Linked DNA regions of Mus musculus: all the other regions are linked to region 1. A link is a contact called in public Hi-C and HiCAR-type data. All regions are on one chromosome and are shown on one strand. Each heading gives the region's core, a stretch centred on a gene start, on an enhancer-like site or on the middle of the called end of the contact. The rest is flanking DNA. Distances are from core to core; before and after follow the strand shown.

Region 1 (4,125 bases), core at 369-2,868:
TCATCCACAGATAATAGACTCCTACTCTTCTCATATGATGTGGGAATACTGAGGGGTTATGCAAGATGCCCAAGATAGCACAGTCAATACATTCTAAACCCAGACCCAGACTGTGTAGGTCTACAGCTGGACTTTTAGTTTCCACTGAGACTATAAGTCAGGATTCCTTTGATAGTCCTCTGTTCCTAGGAATTTCTCCCTGAGCAGTAGTCACAATTTAAATTAATAATTAATTTAGTCAATGTTTGTACCAGTATCTTTCAGAGCAGGAAGCGTTCCACCCTGCATCACTGACACTGAGACTAGTGTACTGTTGATGCCCAATAATTTCCTAGTGAATAAATGCATAAAGGAAGGAAGCGTTTCTTTCATGGAGTAATGCCTCCCTCTGGTGGGATTTTAGAATATTGTTTAACCACTTCCTAAATTCACTCCCCACATCCTTCCCCCAAACCAATGGCCATAATTTCTTCAGGATAGGCTTGTCACCCACTTGTTGGCTTGGTGAGATGAACTGTGGAACTAGGCAAGTACCAGGCACCGATTTACGTCCAGAAGTTGGTCAAAGCACATCTATAACTAACTTCCTTGTTCAGAATGACCCCTCATGTGCTTTCAGAGCCTCCTCTTTCAACACCAAAGGGATCTATCCAGAATCTCCAGTTCTGATCATACAATCCTCAGGATATAACCGCAGAAATAATCCCTTCCCTATCAACTGCCAACACAGAAGTGCAGTTCTCAACTCAGAGGGAATAAGAAAATTTATTCTGGAACAAATATGAGTTACTATGGCCCCAGGGACAAATTTAAATTGTTCTATATACTGTTTTGTGGTAGCAGTTTTACAGAGTTTTTATATTTCCGAGCAAAGAGAGCTATAACTGAAGACGTTTAAAGATACATTGATGTTAATGGAAACTTCAGGTAGGTTAGATCCAGCAAATCAAGAGAAACTTCTGCTGTAAGGCTCAGATGCATATAACATGCTTAGCTTTTGGGTTGGTGGAAGCTACATTCCCAAATTCGTACATTCCCAAACGACTTACTTAATAGTCACAAGAACATGACAGAGTTGTGTGACCAAACAAGTGGCTATTTAAGGGGCCGAGATAACCCAAAATAATTGACACTGAACCAGTCTACAGCCTGGAATGTTTAACCCGGGCGTGTCCTCTACTCCACCCCCATCTGTTATTTTAATTCACGTATTTGACAAGAGGAAAACCGCACAAATTACGCTCTACCAAAAAACCCTACTTTTTTTTTTTTTTTTACACAATCTGAAGAAACAAAAAAGAAACAAACACAATACAATAGTAAAGAAGAGATACTTTCCTAATCTATTCACATAAGGGCAACTCATTAGCTTCCGATTCAAACCAGAAATAAGTAAAAACAGGAGGAATGTTTTTAGAACAATCTACGAATGCAGTCAGATGCTCCGTTCCTTTTAATGTCTCCAGCACTCTATCCCCTTTTCTATCCCCAGCCGCCAGCGGAGGCCGGAAGCCAGATATCAGCGCGGGCTGTTCCGTCCCTCACCACTCTATGGTAGTCGGGTTATTCTAGCCAGGAGAACTCTGTGGTTCCGGGGCGTGCTGGGAGGCCTGCATTTGAAGATGGAGGCGGGAAGATGGAGGCGGTAGCTGTCACTAGGTTGGGGTTCTCCCGCGCGGGAGGCCTATGGGACTGTGTCGTGTCCTGAACAGTCGAGAGGAGCTTGTTTGCAATGAGTCTTCCGCGCCGGAGTAGGAAACGGCGGCGTTCATCGTCCGGCTCCGACACGTTCTCGGGAGATGGTGATAGCTTTGTTAGCCCTCAGCTCCGGTGTGGACCGGTGCTGAGTCCACCTCCGGGGCTGGGACGCGGCCGGAGGCTCACAGGGACAGGTACTCGACCCGCGGGGCCGACGCGGCCGAGGGCAGCAGGGGTTGAGATGGGCTGCGAGAGTATCAGGGCCATGCACTCCCGCACCGGAGCTGGATAGCTGGAGGCAGGGCTGCTATCCAGTACCCGGCCTGGGACTCAACCCTGGGGATGGCTTCCCTCTTGGCCAGCATGCACAGCTGATGGTGTTTTAGTCCACCACTGCCCCAGTAGATATGGGCGTTCTTTGGTTTTTGGGTCTTTACACCTTCCCAGAAACAACTTCCAAGTTGGCCAGATCCTGTCACCATGTCGAGGGTTTGCTTAGGATAAATGTCCAGTGGTACAACTTCATATATATAAGTACCAAATTTCTGGGTGTGGTGTAGGATGCAGGCTCTTTGGACTGCAAAGAGCAAAGCTGGAAGGCACATGTTGTCTTAGAACCTTAACCCAGTTCTTGTTTGCTTTTTTGAGATAAGGGCTTGCTCTAGGTCAGGCTGGGTGCTGTCTCGATCTCGGACCAAGGGTGTTTATCCGTAAATGTTGGGATTATAGGCCTACACCAGTGCATTTCATAATTCTTTGCCCTTGGTTATGCAGATACCTCAGTACTAAATCGTAAAGAGAAACTCATCTAACAGCTTTGTAATGCTTAATCACCCTTCTACCTCCACATCTGTACAAACTTTTTATTCAGTGTGTATAGCACACTTTTTGGTTTTTTCGAGACAGGGTTTCTCAGTATAGCCTGGCTGTCCTGGAACTCAACTTTGTAGACCAGGCTGGCCTTGAACTCAGAAATCCATCTGCCTCTGCCTCCCAAGTGCTAGGATTAAAGGCTTGTGCCACCACCGCCCAGCTATAGCACACTTTTGTTTGTGGCTCTTAAGAGTTTTCAAATTTTCATCTAGTAAATAAAAAATTGCTAGCATTTTTCTGTATAGGATCAGTTTCTTAATAGGTCTCTAGAAGTGAAGATGTGTTTTAAGTTTGGTAGGAATTCAAACAGGTTTAACTACTAAACTTGTATGTTGGAGGTAATTAAATTGTTTTTGTTTTTCTGAAAGGAACAAACAAGCGAAGAGTTTCTGATGACCAGATAGACCAGCTGCTGTTGGCAAATTGGGGACTTCCTAAAGCAGTTCTGGAGAAATACCATAGTTTTGGTGTAAGAAAGATGTTCGAATGGCAGGCAGAATGCCTTTTGCTTGGTCACGTCTTGGAAGGAAAGAATCTAGTTTATTCAGGTATTCAAATTTATGTAAACTCCTTTCACTAAAATTATCAGTGTGAACAATTCTCTTTTGGGTTGGTTACATTTTTTAAACAGGAGGAATGTCATCATTTGCATCCTGACATCATGAAAGTTCTGTTGTGTGGTAGAGGAGGGAAACAAGGACATTTGCAACGTATGTAGGAAAAATTCTGCTTGTTTAATTTAACGTATGTCTCAGTGAGTCTGAGTCTGTAATGCTTAACGTATGTCTGAGTGAGTCTGTAAGAGATGCCAGCCTGCTCTTTCCTCATTTGATCTCAGTTGCTTTTAACTTTTGTATTCATAACTGAGGTGATTGTGCAGGGTCATACTTACAAAACAATATGTCGTATACTTTATAAGGTTTACATGGGTTTTCAAGAGCAACTCTGATATGAACAATTTTTAACCTATGTTTACTGAAGTGACTTAAGGATCAAATATAAGATACAGTTCCTTTGTGCCAGTTTCCTCTGAAGTTCTGAGCCATTCAGATGTTTTTTATAAGGCTATGAAAAAGAACCACAGTAACAACTAGGTAGATATAAGTTCAGAATGATTGGGTTTGGGAACTCTATCATTTACTGGCTGCTTGGATTTGTAAATTGGAGGGAGAGTGGAGGAGGGGGATGCTAACTGACTTGGTACTGCTGAGGGTTAATTATAAAAGCTTTGAACAGTTTGGTATACACAATTCCTAAGTGTTTAAAGTGTGGCATTAAGCAGCAGCGTCAGCCGGTTGCTGACTGGAGGAATGGGCTAGGCATTTCAGTTTCTTAACTCACAACGTTGGCCAGCAACTCACACAATGAAGATGTTTTTACCTTAGATATATATTGGATCTGTGGACTTTCTGTCCCTAACTCCTCACCATCTTCTTCTAGATCTGGCAATACACTTGATAACACATTTATCTTTTTCTCTGCTCTTACCCTGATCCCGACTTTCTCACTGTGTTTCTAAGAACATGTTAGTCATTTTGTATTGCTTTCAGGATA
Region 2 (4,032 bases), core at 1,044-3,543, 670 kb after region 1:
ATATATAGAGACAATTTTATGTCAAGGACCTGGTTACTTGAACGATCATCTCCCTGAACCTATGAAGAACCTTGGATTATGGTTCCTGGGGGTGGTGTGTGAAGCAGACACTGAGAGGGGAAATTTATAGTACCAAATAAACAGTCTACAAGCTTGGAACAGGGCTGTGCGCTCCATAATTTCCCATCTCTGACTGAAACCTGCCCCCTGCTGGCCATGATCGGCAGGCATCCATAGCAGGGGCAGTTGAGTAGGTTTCTTCTACCTTATGACTAACAAGTTAGAAAATGTTACAATCCATTCAGCTATTGCAACACAGACATTTCATCTTGCTCAGAGCATTTATCTTTTGCCTGTTTTTTACCCCCTTTCAACCGAAGCAGAGCTTGACTAGTTTCGGTTGTGAATCTTTCATTGGCAATAAATATTATTTGTATTTTGCAGTGTCTGTCAAGGCCATTCTGCTCCCATGGACTCACAAGTCCCCCAAATCCTCTTCTACGGTGACAATAAGCAAGGGCTATTCAAAACGGGAGGTATAATTTGGAGGCTGTCAATTTGCCAGGAATTTTGCAAAGGTGTCTTGCAGATAGAATAAAGGGTCCCCTTGACTTCTGTGGAATATGCGCTTAGCTTAGCCAGATCCCTGCAGAGTGTCAGATGTGTTGGGATCCCACGAACACATGACAACACTTTTCTTTTTTTTCTCCTCCTACATCAACACCCTGCAAGCAGACCCAGAGCACAAAGTCAGCCCTGGAAAGAAGAGGAGCCAGTGTCAACCAGCTGGATGGTGAGAGGAAAACGTGGAGGTTGGCAGAAGGACAAAGGAAAGGCGGCTACCTCGTCCTGAGGGAACGAAAGAGCAAGTGGCCATTTCCGGAGAGCTGCACTGCTCCCTGCAAGGCTGTGAACCAATGGTGGTTTGCCTTCAGGTTAACAAAAGAAAAGGAATCCTTTGGATGTTTGCCCAGAGCCTTTGAAAATAACCTCATGCTACCACCCTGAACAATGTTTTAGGGACATTTAGGGACCCTGAAAGAGGCATAGCTCTTTTATGAAAGGAAAGTTGCTTGTTTTGTTTTGAGACTGGTTCTCACTTTGCAGACCAGGCTGGCCTCTGCCACTGTGCCTCTCCCGGTAAATTGCTAATTTGTGAAGAGGAGGTTTTGAAGAGAAGGGGAGGGGGCATAAGACGGTCCATTCGGGGGGAACAAGCATCCTAGTCACACATCTGAAAATCTGCCCCTCCTTCACGTGATGCTCATACCCTCTGCCTATTGCCCAGGGGTCTCCCTTGCTAACCCAGGACCACTCCCCACGGGTGTGGCTGCTCCAGTCAACAGCTGCTAGCTCCTATATTCTGTTCCTGTTGCTTCAACGCTGGAGGTCCTTCTTTGTCTCTCCCTCAACCGCTGCCTCTGGACTTGGCATTTCTCATACAGAAGGCTAGCCTTTGTGTCCTTTAGGAAGGACAGGGCTTCTACCTTGTTTAATATCAACCTTAAGGAGAGGAGACGAGAGAAGAGGGGGAGAGGCCGGGAAGGAGGGGGAGACAGAGACAAAGAGGGGGAGGGGAGAGAAAGGAAGAGATAATGAGGAGAGGGAAGAAGGAAGGGAGGAAAGGAGGGAGGAGAGACAGACAGACACACACACACACACACAGAGAGAGAGAGAGGGGGGAGAGGGAGAGGGAGAGAGAGAGAGAGAGAGAGAGAGAGAGAGAGAGAGAGAGAGAGAGAGATTTTTTCTTCTGTCTTTCAGAGAACATTCTGCTCTTGCTGTTCTCAGTTCTTCCTGTCTTTTGCAGAGCTTAAGACCGAGGGGAGAGGGAAGGAAAGGAGAGCCGGGTGCGTCTTCGCTGCTATGGAGTTGGATGGCTTATTTTGGATGGCTTCCTATCTAGACCCGGCAGGCCCGCCCCCTAAGCAAAGAGGCCTTGTTTAATGCCAGCGTCACATTTGAGGCAAGAAGATGAAAGTTCAGAAAAAGTCCCCCTTTTTAGGAATTTTTGCAGCACTTTTATTTGCGTGACACATATTAAAAAAAAAAAAAAAAAGTCTGTTCGGCTACCCTCCTGCATGCCCTCCCATTAGCATGGCCCCTTCATAACTGCCTCCTCTGGGCCTTGGGACCTTGGCAATCAGTCAGGGCATTTAAGCTCTGGCATTAGGCAGCAGGATTTGGAAAAGCCAAGACCTTGGGAAAGAAAATAAAAGTCTTAAGTGGTCAAAGCTGGGGTTACGTAATCCTATTTCTCTTGGGATCCAGATGGTAACGTTCTTCAGGGCAGCCAGTAGGGGGAGCTCAGGACGTTTATCAGAACTCCAGCGATCCGATGGTCAGGAGCCAAGTCAAGGCACAAATAAAACAATGAACCTTTGTGGTTTCTCTTCAGCTCTTAATCCCGAGAGGCTTCAACCCGGACAGCCTGATTCCCACCCTGAAGGACCCAGCGACCTTCTCCCAGGACGCCTTAATAGGTTTTCCGGAGTCTGTAGACTCAAATCCCCCGCCCCCTCCTCCTAAGTCTCTCATCGGTTTCCCAGGCTCTTGTGGGCTCCGTGCCTTTCTTTTGTCTTCCTGACTTTCTTGTGTCTAAGTTTCTTTCTTGTTTCTCTTCACTATCCTCGAGTCACTAGTAAAACCTACGAAAAATGCAAGGGGGTGAGCCCACCCCCAGACAAATACATCAAAGCCCCGCACTTTGAATAAAATCTAAAACACGCTGGTAAGCAAAAATGGCGAAGTCCGCCACCACGTGGCCGTGAGGTCGCATCTTTCAAGTCCTTGTCTTTGCATAAGCGGCCCTTTGCTACCCCACAGTGACTTCGGTCTGTCTCTTAACTTCCAGGACTGGGTCTCCTGGGTATTTTAGAGAAGGCACTGTCAGCTTAAAGCGGATAACTCCAGTTGTGGGGTTTCTGATTTTTGAACAACAGTCTCCTGAACAGTTCCAGAGCACAATGGAATTTTTAGAGTTAGGGACTGCTGTGATCCAGATAAGAAGTGGAAAAGCAGTTTTGCTCTCTGCCTAACTCTCCCTTGATCTGTGAGGTTCAGGTTCTCTGGGTGTGGGGGGGCCAGAACTTTTTCCTTTTCATTTGTTTTGAGATAAGGCCTCATATAGCCCAGGTTGGCTTGAACTCACTGTGTATCCAAGGCTATCCTTGCATTTCTGATTTTTCTGCCTTCTCCTAAGTGCTAGGATTAAAGGCATGTACCACACCCCAGGCCAAGTACCTACCTTTATTTACAGAACATTTCTCTTGGGGAACCTTGTATTTCTCTTCAAACTTGCAATTACTTGTGTGTGTGTGTGTGTGTGTGTGTGTGTGTGTGTGTGTGTATCTTTGAAGAAAATAGAGATTACATTCTCTTCCTGGGCTTTTAGACCCTAGGGAATCTAGAAAACATGGCTAAGCATGTTTGTAAAATGCCGGAAGATTGTATGCCAGTCAACTAGCAGAAGCTGCTTGGCCTGAAGCTCAAAGAGGCACTGAGGAGGCATGCTCTCTCTCAAATCTGATGCTGTGGTGGTGTGACTATTGTAGCCTCCTAATTGATGGCTCTCCTAATTGATGGCCCTCCTAATCCCATGGCCCCACCTCCCATTCCACTAATAGTCACATGAGTCCCTGAGAGGAAGAAACTAATTAGATTGGATAGGGCATGATACCCTTCGAGTTAGCCATGCTAGCTTTCTCCAGGAGCCAAGAACGGAAGGAAGCTGAGGTCTTGTCTAAGTCCTTGCCTTGCTAGTACTAGGCGGCTGCTCTCTCTCATTTCCTAGTTCCAGATGCTAATAGGGCTACGTGTAAGATCCAGGTAGGAGGTAGAGGGCAAACAGTCAATGTGACTCAATCCAGCATTAACAGCACCCTTTGCAGGGCCTTGGCCGGCTACAAAGACTGAATGAGACAGGTCTGCCCTGAATATAAATGCTCCCATTGCACACCTCTCCAGTATCTCTGAAGGAGAATAAAAGATGAAACTGCCACAACTCCTCCCTCCCCCCAGTACTGCCAAATA
Region 3 (3,709 bases), core at 679-3,178, 780 kb after region 1:
AGGCCAGGGCTCCTCCCTGCCACCCTCTCCCTTTCTCTCCTCATCCTATTGCCTAGCCTTTCCTCTCTTGCTTTTCCCGCTCTCCTTATAGACATCACCCCGAAGTGCATGAGCTGTTAGGAGCTGACGGATATCTACAAACCTTCTGCTCGTCTCCACACAGTTTAAACTCACAGACCCTGGTGTGCTCCTCCGTATCACTCCCCTGAAATAATTCCTTTTTTCATAATCAACTAGCAAGAGGAAAGCCAAAGGTCTCCCACACTTGTGCTCCCTGTAGGGCACTAAGTTAAAGCCGGTGAAAAACATACTCTCTGGAGTGTTTGGTCTCGTGCAGTGTTTCTCAACCTGTGGGTCCCAAATGACCCTTTCCCAGGGATGCCTACGGCCATCAGAAAACACAGATATTTACATTATGATTCACAACAGTAGCAAAATTACAGTTACAAAGAAACAGTGAAATAATTTTATGATGGGGGGGGTCACTACAATATGAGGAACTATTATATTAAGGGGTCCCAGCGTTAGAAACATTGAGAACCTCTGGTCTAATAGGAGAAGTAGGCAGGGAAGGTCATGGCCTCAGAACTGTCCAGTGTGAGAAACAGTGGATCATGGCTGAGAATCTACCCTGTGCAGAGGTCCAGGAAAGTCTGTCAGAGGAAGTAGCCTGCGGCTGAACTTGGAAAGGGACCTACAGTGTAGCATAGGCAGAAAAGAGAGCTTCTATTTAATCCTCAAAAAGTGACAAGTAACTATTATAAGGCTCATTTTACCCATGAAGAAACCATTCAGTTACCCTGTATCAGCTACCTAACCAATGGTAGAGCCAGGATGTAAAACCCAGGGTTTGATATCCCCAAGTCAAAGCTCAGTGGTTTGTGCCCTTGGGTCTGATTTCCAGAAGCCAGACTCTGAAAACACACCAACAATGAATGTTGCCTGTAGTATGGCTCCAGCACTGTACAGTCCTAGTCACTAACTATTCAAGGCACATCAGTGCTAAATGGCTCTAGTACCTGACCTGATCCTGCAGCCTCGCCTGCTCCAGCCACATGATCTCCACTTGAATCCAGCCCCAGCTGCCTCTCTGACATGTGCGGAACTGCAGTTATTATTTGGGAATATTGCCAGCTAATGGCCAGAGACTCGGGAGATGTTTTAAGGCAGTTTCTGTGTCCTTGAAACGTATTCACAACTGTTCCATACTATGTAAGACCGAACTGCAAAATGGCTCTAAACTCCAATCTGATTGCTAAATATGGCCGTGTAGTGCACAGATGCCTGCCTGAGGGGGTCAGTTGGGCCAATCCCACCCTGCACTGCACTCATAAAGGCGTGTGCCCTGCCACAGGGCCCCCCTGCCACTCAGAAGAAAAGGCCCTTTTCCCCACCAGCTTAGATTAGCAAAGCTTCCCAAAGCTAACATTACCCCCGAGTCATAAGCCTATTGGACTGTGGCTGCCGTTTCTGTGTCTGTACATTTTAATCAACTGGTTTCATCAGAATCCTGAGGCCCCCTTCAAGAGCTAGTTCTTTTTAATGAACAAGCTAAAATAACACAACTGGAAAATCTTTTTTTTTTTTTTAAACATAGTCCTTCACCCCTACAGTGTGCATCTCTTGGATATTACTCACTTCAATTTGGGTGGGGAACTGTGAGTTCTCAGGGACTAATACGATCATCCTCAGCTCCCCATGATGGATGGATTAACGGAACTTCCCTCGGCCTATAGCAGGAGTCCAGCTCCTGGGACGAAATGTCTTAGATAGAGCCAGCCCCCAGCCTGGAGCCTGTCGGAAGTTGTGTCCTGTGTTTGCATTAGCTGAACAAAGAGCTACAGGCTTTCTCGCCTGGCTCCCCTCCTCCCTCCTTCTCTCCTGCACTGGGAGAGGCCAGCTAAAGTCTAGACAGCAGAGGCTGCTTGGCACCGCGCCTTCACAGCAGCCTGCAGGGCTCTGCAGCCCTGACTCCCTCAGCACTGCTCACTCTGGTTCCTTCCTTACTCATTTCCTGCTTTTCTCAAAGTCAGCCCTGAGTTGTCTTGGGGGGCTAGCATGTACCCACACACGTAAGAAGCAAGTGAGTGAATTATGAGCCTGCCCAGGATTCGGCTGCTTTGTGAGGTTCTGAACTGAGAAGTTACAGCTGGCCACGTGGCTGAGATTACTGTCCTAGCATCAAGCAAGCTCCCTTCATCTTGGGCCAGACAAGGTTGGGATGAATAGCCCAGTGGTACCCCAAGTGTGGACTGAGACAAACATCTAACCCCTCATCCCCCTCAAAAGAGTGGGAGAGACCCGCAATGTAAACTCTATCCCTGTAAGTCCACGCAATTTGGATCATCAAAATATTCTTACTTAGAAGTAGGATATTTGATTAAGCTCTTACGTCAGTTTCCTACCCGTGGGGAGCCATGGGAAAGAGAGGCTGGCCAAGGACCAAGAAAACAGTGTGGAGAAAGGCAAGAGGCCCCTGGGTCCCCCTCTTAGGTACTGAGTGCATCATCGAACTCCGAAGTGCGGTGCCTCAAGTGCCTTTGTGCTCTGCAATCCCAAGTCCTGATTACCCCACAGATATGAGTCATTTGGCAACTGTGCATCAGCACTGGGGTGGGGATGGGGGGGGGCTGGAATATCCCAGATCCCCCTGGGATTTAGGGAGGGATCTACAAACAACAACAGCAATGACAAAATGAAGATCAATCCAAACTCTATGATTTTCATGAGAAAACCGACTTTCTTCCGACTTTTCCTTCAGCTGTAGCATTGCAAAGGGCTTACAAAAATAGCTGTGTGGAAATGGTGTTTGGAATCATTCTCATCTCTCACCGTGTTGCCTGGCCCATGACCAGGATCTAGGAGCTCCTGAACAGGTGTTGATGAACGTCCTGCCTCCATCCCCTGTCCCTGATCTGGCAGTCGGCTGCATCAGGCACTGGTCTTTGTCTTTGTCATCAACACTGAGATCCAGTGACCTTTGTAAGCAAGCCAAGGCTAGCCTGGAGGCTTCAGCCCACTGGTGTGCTTGGTGCCATGTCCTGACTCCAAGCCCTAGTAGATAGCCAGGTAAATTGCCCTGACTTCTGGTCATGAATAGGAGCTAGCCATGCAATGTCTGTGTCCTTCCTAATAGAAGTTCTTGTACAGGTTAGAACTGGACACATGTATGTACACACATCTGCACATCTACACGCATGCACACTGGCTTAAATTTCACCCCTCAGGAACAAAGCCGTCTGCCAGTATCTTGTAGTAAGACTTTTCTCAACCACAGATTCCTACGGAAACGAATGAGAGGGACACATGTGTGTTGGGATTTTCTCTGATGAACTGCCTTGTTGTACCTTGTGGCTTCTGTAGACTGTCATGATGTCTAAGCCTAGGCGCAGCGCTTATCTTTTGTGGTTATGAAACTTAGCTGCTAGTGAACTCTTGTCATTCAGCCAGTCGGTCAGTCATTCTGCTTTAACCAAAAATGGTCAAAACATCTGCAATTAGTTAAGCCAGCTAAGTTTCGGAGAGGGAGTGATGTCTGGGGCATAGCATTTTTAAGAAAGCAAGAAAATGGATAAGGGACTAAACGCCAGCCCAGGGGGATTCCTGGTTACTGCCCCAGGGATCAGTGGGTGGTTTAAACGGTGAGGTGCTACGGGAGGAATGTCTGCTGGAGCAGCTCTATCTAGTGAAGCAGATATGCATGTGCTCA

Evidence for each region. A called contact is a pair of places that touch in the nucleus more often than the background predicts. HiCAR-type assays count read pairs that join an accessible place to other places.
Region 2: a HiCAR-type map of astrocytes shows a contact between it and region 1, with 2.7 times the contacts expected there. The contact joins the enhancer-like site here to the promoter of Polq in region 1. A contact is called at or near these places in 8 of 39 promoter capture datasets (the 3T3-L1 cell line, 3T3-L1-derived adipocytes, the C10 cell line and 4 more), 2 of 15 datasets of contacts at CTCF or cohesin (the NIH/3T3 cell line and pro-B cells), 4 of 484 Hi-C or Micro-C datasets (the G1E-ER4 cell line, the N1E-115 cell line, muscle stem cells and 1 more) and 2 of 115 datasets of contacts at active chromatin or transcription factors (acute myeloid leukemia and astrocytes).
Region 3: a Hi-C map of reprogramming fibroblasts shows a contact between it and region 1, with 3 times the contacts expected there. The contact joins the enhancer-like site here to the promoter of Polq in region 1. A contact is called at or near these places in 2 of 39 promoter capture datasets (hippocampal neurons and liver), 1 of 484 Hi-C or Micro-C datasets (reprogramming fibroblasts) and 1 of 115 datasets of contacts at active chromatin or transcription factors (bone marrow-derived macrophages).

Annotation. Positions count from the first base shown.
Region 1 is chr16:37,010,168-37,014,292 of GRCm38.p6, forward strand. Polq (polymerase (DNA directed), theta) reads left to right here and starts at 1,619. Exons shown (of 30, transcript NM_029977.2): 1 at 1,619-1,892; 2 at 2,940-3,119. The coding sequence starts at 1,733.
Region 2 is chr16:37,682,573-37,686,604 of GRCm38.p6, forward strand. It overlaps Gm35833 (a long non-coding RNA gene), which reads left to right. Exons shown (of 3, transcript XR_876061.1): 2 at 736-935; 3 at 1,811-2,726. Among named protein-coding and RNA genes, the nearest start is that of Gm35833, 3.8 kb to the left of the region's middle. Within about 2 kb of position 2,294, at least 216 of the 459 cell types and tissues checked have an H3K27ac peak or open chromatin away from gene starts, as enhancers often do. A contact at or near this core is called in 3T3-L1-derived adipocytes, the G1E-ER4 cell line, the N1E-115 cell line and 8 more, where this site is marked.
Region 3 is chr16:37,786,688-37,790,396 of GRCm38.p6, forward strand. All of the region lies in intron 2 of Fstl1 (follistatin-like 1), which reads left to right. Among named protein-coding and RNA genes, the nearest start is that of Fstl1, 11 kb to the left of the region's middle. Within about 2 kb of position 1,929, at least 194 of the 459 cell types and tissues checked have an H3K27ac peak or open chromatin away from gene starts, as enhancers often do. A contact at or near this core is called in hippocampal neurons and reprogramming fibroblasts, where this site is marked.